2 separate regions of the Danio rerio genome follow, and region 1 is linked to region 2. A link is a contact called in public HiCAR-type data. All regions are on one chromosome and are shown on one strand. Each heading gives the region's core, a stretch centred on a gene start, on an enhancer-like site or on the middle of the called end of the contact. The rest is flanking DNA. Distances are from core to core; before and after follow the strand shown. Region 1 overlaps sh3rf1 (SH3 domain containing ring finger 1). Region 2 overlaps nek1 (NIMA-related kinase 1).

Region 1 (3,168 bases), core at 122-2,621, 140 kb before region 2:
GTCAGGGCTCAGGTTAACTCCCGACTGACAATCGTACTCCCTTTAGACGTGACCTCTGACCCCTCACCTGTGGTTTCAGTCACGGTCAGCTTGCATTGGCTAACAGCAGAGAGGTGAAGGGACTCTCTCATACTCTCTTCAACAGCATGCATCACTAAATTGATTTAAAGTGTGTATATTTAATGTTGCACTCACACTGTGGGTCTCTGACGGCCACTCTGGTCGCCCGCAGCGGGTGATGGCCTTTGGCCAGCATTCAAGGCGGCAGCGCCAACAACTGAGGACTGAGACTGAGGTGGAGGAGGAGGTGGAGGAGGAAGAGCATCCTGAAACAATCAAACACCAATTAGTTTTACAACACCAGTAGAATTATGCATGTAACAGTACATTCTTTCTTGTTTTGAATCTATTTATTAATTTTCCTTCGGCTTAGTCCCTTTATTCAGCCAAGTGTATCTGTCTGTTATGCAAATACCCCAGCTCAGACAGTGGCCAATTGCGCACTTAAATGGCTGACGCTATGATGATCGCATCAACCCCAACTATAGACACGCCCTCCATCAATTGTTGATGCTGAAGCCCTGCATGAATTGATATGCTCGTCTCGAGTCCGCGGACAGACACTACTCTATTCATCAGGGGTCGCCACAGCAGAATGAACCGCTGACTTATCCAGCATATGTTTTACACAGCAGATGCCCTTCCAGCTGCAATCTAGTAGAGGTAAACAATCATACACACTTATTCACACACACTACAGACAATTTAGTTTATTCAAGTCACTGTTTCGCCTCTTGTTTTGAATTGTATTGTTAATCTATGTACTATCTACTTGCATATATGCAAGCAAAGTACAATGGAAAACAAAATTAAAGAATGAGCTACAATTTTCTAAATGTTCTTTTCTGAGGAGTAAAACAGAAAACTGGCCCAAAGTAAATTAAATTTATTCAGGCCTGATGGAAAACTTTGATGGTTGACAAATTAAGGAAAGACTGAATGAGGCAGTGAAATGAGGAGGAGGAAGAGTGTTTTTAGCTGTTCAGGCTACAGTCGAATTTTGGATTTTGATTGAAGTGCCTTGGTTATTTTGTCAAACACTTTACTAGAGTTGTACAGTCACAATTAAAACTCTTTCAAATTTCGAATATGATTACATTATGTATTTAAAAAAAAGATCAAGTGTGTATAAATCACTCTTCTAATTTTGATCTCAACTGTATATGTGGCAGAAAATGATGTCAGAGCGATCTCAATCTAAGTTTAGACAATGCCATAAAGCCCTAATCCCACTGCCTGTGACTGTCCAGCTTGTGGGCTGCTTGCTAACAAGCGGGTCTTTTGGCTGTGGCAGGTGTTGTGATTGGTGGATATCCAGCCTGGCTACATGTCTGGCTGAAGAAGGATAAATCGCTTCCATATGGACCAACGCACACATCTGCACACAGACTTTATGAGCCCAGTGGCACCACTATGAAAACAACTCTTGTTTTGTTGCTTTAAGCCACGTTTTTCCCCTGTTTATTTCAAGTTCTCCTACAAGGCCCTTTCTCCTAATGCTTTTTGCCTATTGCGTTTCATTAATTAATTGGTCTCATGTAATTTGCTTAATTTACTGCATTTAAAAATCTAAAAGAGCTGTTGCTTTTAAATCCTGCATACAAGATCAGAGAGGGAACCTGATGCACGCTAAGGCTACCTTTACAAAAACAATGCATTGAAAACAAAAGGAAACAGTACCCACACACACATCAATCTCGTAGAGCCATTAGTGTCCAGCCTGAGGCCCACACAACTCCCTCAAATGATGTGTGTGTTTGTGTTGAGGGAGATGAAGGGCTATCAAATGGCAAACTGTCCTCGTTTAGTGTTGTGATTTGAGTGTGTGTGTGTGTGTGTGTGTGTGTGTGTGTGTGTGTGTGTGTGTGTGTGTGTGTGTGTGTGTACATGCAAATGTATATGCGAATGAGAGGTTTGCTTTGTTTATGTGAGTGTGTTTGTGTTTCCCTCCTGTTCAAAAGGTTATTTTTTAAATAAATTAAAACTTTCAGCAAGTTCCATCTGAATGTTACAAGAAAATCTATTTCAAATAAATGCTTTTCTTATAAACTTTTCATTCAGTAAATGATGCAAAAAATTCAGCTGTCATAACAAAAAAATTACACTTTCACTTTCCTTCGGCTTATTCCATTTAATCAGAGGTCGCTACAGCAGAATTAACTGCCAGAAAAATTACACCTAAAGGTGCAGTAGGTGACTTCAGAAACATGTACTATTAACATTCCAATAGTATTGATTAAAGTAAATGATCTAAATGTGTTTATATGTATTTTTATATTCTGGGTAAGGGATGACAAAAAAAGTTATTTTAATTAATTACCGTCGGGCAGACAATTCCCATAACTCTGACAAGTAGCCAAACTGTCTGTCGACAAATGAAGATTTGTACAACTGCGCACCTCTGTTAATGCAGATCCACCAATGTGCGTTCACTCGGGAGTGACAGCAGTAAAAAAAACAATGCTGAATCAAAACTTTTTAAAATCCTAAATCAATATTGGAGTTAAGGATGATTTATACTTCTGCGTCAAGCGCACACATATGCTACGGCGTAGCCTACTCGTTGACGCATAGCCCTACGCCGTGGCCATCGGTGTCGCTGACGTGCACCTCTCAAAAAATGTAACTACACGTTAAAGCTACGAGCATTGCATGCACATGGGTTACGGCGGTCACTTGACGCAGAAGTATAAACCAGGCTTTACTTTTGCACGCTGACAAAAGGATGACACCATGGATGAAGTATTTCTTTTAGACTGGTAATGTAATGCTTTGAAACTATTTTAATCAAGCAAAGCTGATGTAGATTTTATTTTACGAATGGGTCATTGTTTACTTTGATTATTCGTTCTGAAATAGCATGCAAGTATGGGTTAGTAATAAGTATAATTCCTGCAAGCAGTTAGCTAACCACTAAACATACAGTAGTCGCCTTAGGACAAAGCCTGTGAGAGAGTGAGACCAGCGATTCTCGCGAGCATAAAATATTGCACATTATGACAAGTTTTGCTTGCTACACAACTGAAAACATGCTAGATGTAATAGTTTTTCGTTCTGAATTGTAGTAAAATAAAGTACTATAAAGTTTTTCATCTTTAAAGTGTGTTC
Region 2 (3,205 bases), core at 623-3,122:
ACGTCAGGTGACCAAGATTATAAGTCTTGCCAGCCTCTAAGAGCGTTATGTTTATGTCCCATAATGACGTCAACCCAATTGTAAATGGACGTTGGGGTACGATGTCAAATTGACGTCATGTTGACATCCTATGCCTGCTGGGCATATCCAAAGGAAGTAAAATCGCGTTTTGACTTGTGTTAAGAAATTCTTATTAAAAGAATGAATAAAATATATGATATGAAATCAGTGTCATTGCAGGATCTTAACAATTCAAATTATGTCGGCGCAATAGCCAAGTGGTTAGCGCGTCGACATATGGTGCAGTAGCACGTCAGGGCGTCCCGAGATTGAATCCCGGCTCGAGGACATTTCCCTACCCTACCCCCCCTCTCTCTCCAACTTTGCTTCCTGTCTAAATACTGTCCTATCTAATAAAGGCAAAAAAGGCCAAAAATAAATCTTAAAAAAAAAAAAAAAAAATTATTATGTCAAACAAAAGGTCATAATATGTTTAAAAAGTCTTCAGATTTGTGATAAAATCCCTCTTTTTTGTGTAGGATGTGCTTAATTTGGGGATGGAAAAACAACCACACTGCAATCCAACCTAAATTGATTAATAATCTTAAGAGTTATTCAAGTAATTATTTTTGGAAGTTTGTGGATTCAAACTTTTCAACTGGACTGCTATTGTAAAATATTCATGCAGCCTTCTAGATTAATGTTGATTTAGTGTATCCCGTTCCTCAAATCTAACTACTTTGTTGCATGTTCTTTTACAGATCATAGTGTTTATACCTGCCAGAGTAGCACAGGTTTCCTCGAGAGTCTGTTCAGCAACAGACAGTATGGGTGGAGCTACGGCTTCCCACTTCTTCCTATCTGCAGCTGTGGAAGGCCTTTCCTCTGTGATGGAGGGTTGGACTGGCTGAGGATCAGGACATGGTTGATTGCTGGAGGGTGTGGGCTCTTTTACAGAAACTTCCTCAGTGGTCTGAACCTTCTGATTAAGTCTGCGAAGAATCTCCTTCTTGTCACTCTAAAAAATTCCAGTTAAAGTATTCAGTGACGGTAATTCAAAAAACACAGTTGTTTCATCTTTTCCAAAGTCAAATTTACATGCCCTTTTCAAGAACACTTTTAAACTTTTCCAGCACTTTAATAGAAGAGATAAATGACATATTTATTTACACATTTACATACTTCATCACATTATATCAGATGCTATTGGTTATTGTATTTTATAGTAGAGTATTCTAAGGAAAATATTTGATGGCATGTTTGCCCCAATCCCAACATTGAATTACTGTCATTTATTCCCTTAATTTATTTTACTTGCATCTTTAAAGTGTCATATTTCATCGTAAATTTATATTTATTTTCATTTCAAAGGATGCAGATAAATAAAAAAGAGCATGGTTATAATACAGGCACATGTGTTTTCATTTTATGCTAAAAAAAATATAGATTTTATTTAAATTGTTAATTATTTTTAGCTATTCAGTAAAATAAATTATTATAAAAGGGACATCATTTTCAAGCAGTGTTAAGCACTTTATTCAATATCTAAGCATTTTTCAAACCTTGATTAAAATTCAAGGAGCACCCATACAAACCCTGAATAAACATAACAATATAAAAGCATTTATTTAACCCAAATATGCATTTCAGACCTGTACATCTGATGATTCAACTTTAAGGGAGTCCTCTTTCATAGGAGAACTCTGCCCTGATGAAATCTGCCAAAAACAGAAAGCACAGACAGCTATAGGATGGTTGTTACAGCAAGTGAACAAATGATTTTGTGATGATGAGTGACTAACCGCGCCCACATCCTTCAGTGCAGCAGTCATAGAGATGGCTGGAGTGCTGGGTCTAGAGGAGGGTGTGGCTTTAGAAGGAGCTTCCTGAGGGGTGGGGTCAGATGGTGGAGTTGGAGGGGCTGCAGGAGAGGGAGTCCCACCCACAGGCCCAACTGCAACTTTTACTCCTCGAGCGACAAGCTGCTTTTTCACAAAAGATAATGTAGAATACAATACATAAGAGATCAATGAGAAGAGATGGAAAAGGAAGAGATGAAAAGATGAAGACATACATGATCCTCCCATGCTTTCTTCTCTCTTTCATACGCTTCTCTTCTCTTCTTTTCCAGCTGCTCTTTCAGTACAGCAGCACGAGCCTTTGACTGGGCCTTACACAAAAACACAAACATGATTATTGTTTTCCTCAAATTATAATCTGGCCACTTTTGCATTCTGATGTTTTGTTTTAAGAAATCTAAAAAAAAAGAGAGAGAAATTAAAAAGAAAATACATAAAACGTTGTAAAGTTATCACTAAATTAAATATAACACGTTTTAACACTACTTTTATTCAACAATGTCATAATAAATTGATCAAAAGTGACAGTAAATTTATGTATGTTATGAAAGATTTCTATTTGAAAGTAATGCTGTACTATAACAGGGTTTCTCCAGGTTTCACCAAGTTAAATGTAAGACTTTTTAAGACATTTTAATACCATTATAAATGCAATTTTAGACTTAGCATTTAGCCCTGTATAAGTATTTTTTAAATATCCCAGTTACAAAAGATTTTCACTAGCCCAATTACAAATTAATTACAACTGAATCCATTTAATAATAATCAATAATAATAATCCCTATAAACCTTACCAAGTATAGAAAAAACAAATCCTTCAAATACTTCAGTCTACAATAGTAATAATATTTAAAAAGGAAATTAATTAAATGCTATTTAAATTTTATTGAGAGTGGGATTGTTGGTGTTTGTATGGGTGTTGATGGCCAGATTGGGTAGCTACACATAAACAAAGGAAAATTAAGACCTGTTAAAAACATTTAAGACCTACAACACAATATTACAGTAGGTTTAAGACTTTTTAAAGCCTAAAATTAAGCTTTTGAGATTTAAGACTTTTTAAGACCATACGTATACCCTGTACAGATATAATTAAGCTTCATTCTAAAAATGTTAAATTAGGCTAATTCTTGCTTAAAATTCAGTTTTGAATATTACATTTTATTGGTAAATATTAAAATATTCTAAAATATTAAACAGTAATTTTTATTTGTAATGATTTGTCATTTGTCATTATAATACTGTATTTATAACATTTTTTAGGTAATAAATGCAGTCTTGTTAAGTAAGGAACATCTTTCAAAAATACAATAAAATTGTATATAAATTGTTTTAATTCCTATTAT

What was found. HiCAR-type assays count read pairs that join an accessible place to other places.
Region 1: a HiCAR-type map of caudal fin shows a contact between it and region 2, with 10 times the contacts expected there. The contact joins two enhancer-like sites. A contact is called at or near these places in 6 of 18 Hi-C or Micro-C datasets (caudal fin, embryo, fibroblasts and 1 more) and 1 of 4 datasets of contacts at active chromatin or transcription factors (caudal fin).

What each region holds. Positions count from the first base shown.
Region 1 is chr20:26,438,449-26,441,616 of GRCz12tu, reverse strand. It overlaps sh3rf1 (SH3 domain containing ring finger 1), which reads right to left. Exons shown (of 12, transcript NM_001045487.2): 7 at 196-326. Among named protein-coding and RNA genes, the nearest start is that of si:dkey-15j16.3, 19 kb to the left of the region's middle. Within about 2 kb of position 1,371, at least 6 of the 62 cell types and tissues checked have an H3K27ac peak or open chromatin away from gene starts, as enhancers often do.
Region 2 is chr20:26,303,393-26,306,597 of GRCz12tu, reverse strand. The region is part of intron 14 of nek1 (NIMA-related kinase 1); the gene reads right to left. Among named protein-coding and RNA genes, the nearest start is that of nek1, 21 kb to the right of the region's middle. Within about 2 kb of position 1,872, at least 12 of the 62 cell types and tissues checked have an H3K27ac peak or open chromatin away from gene starts, as enhancers often do.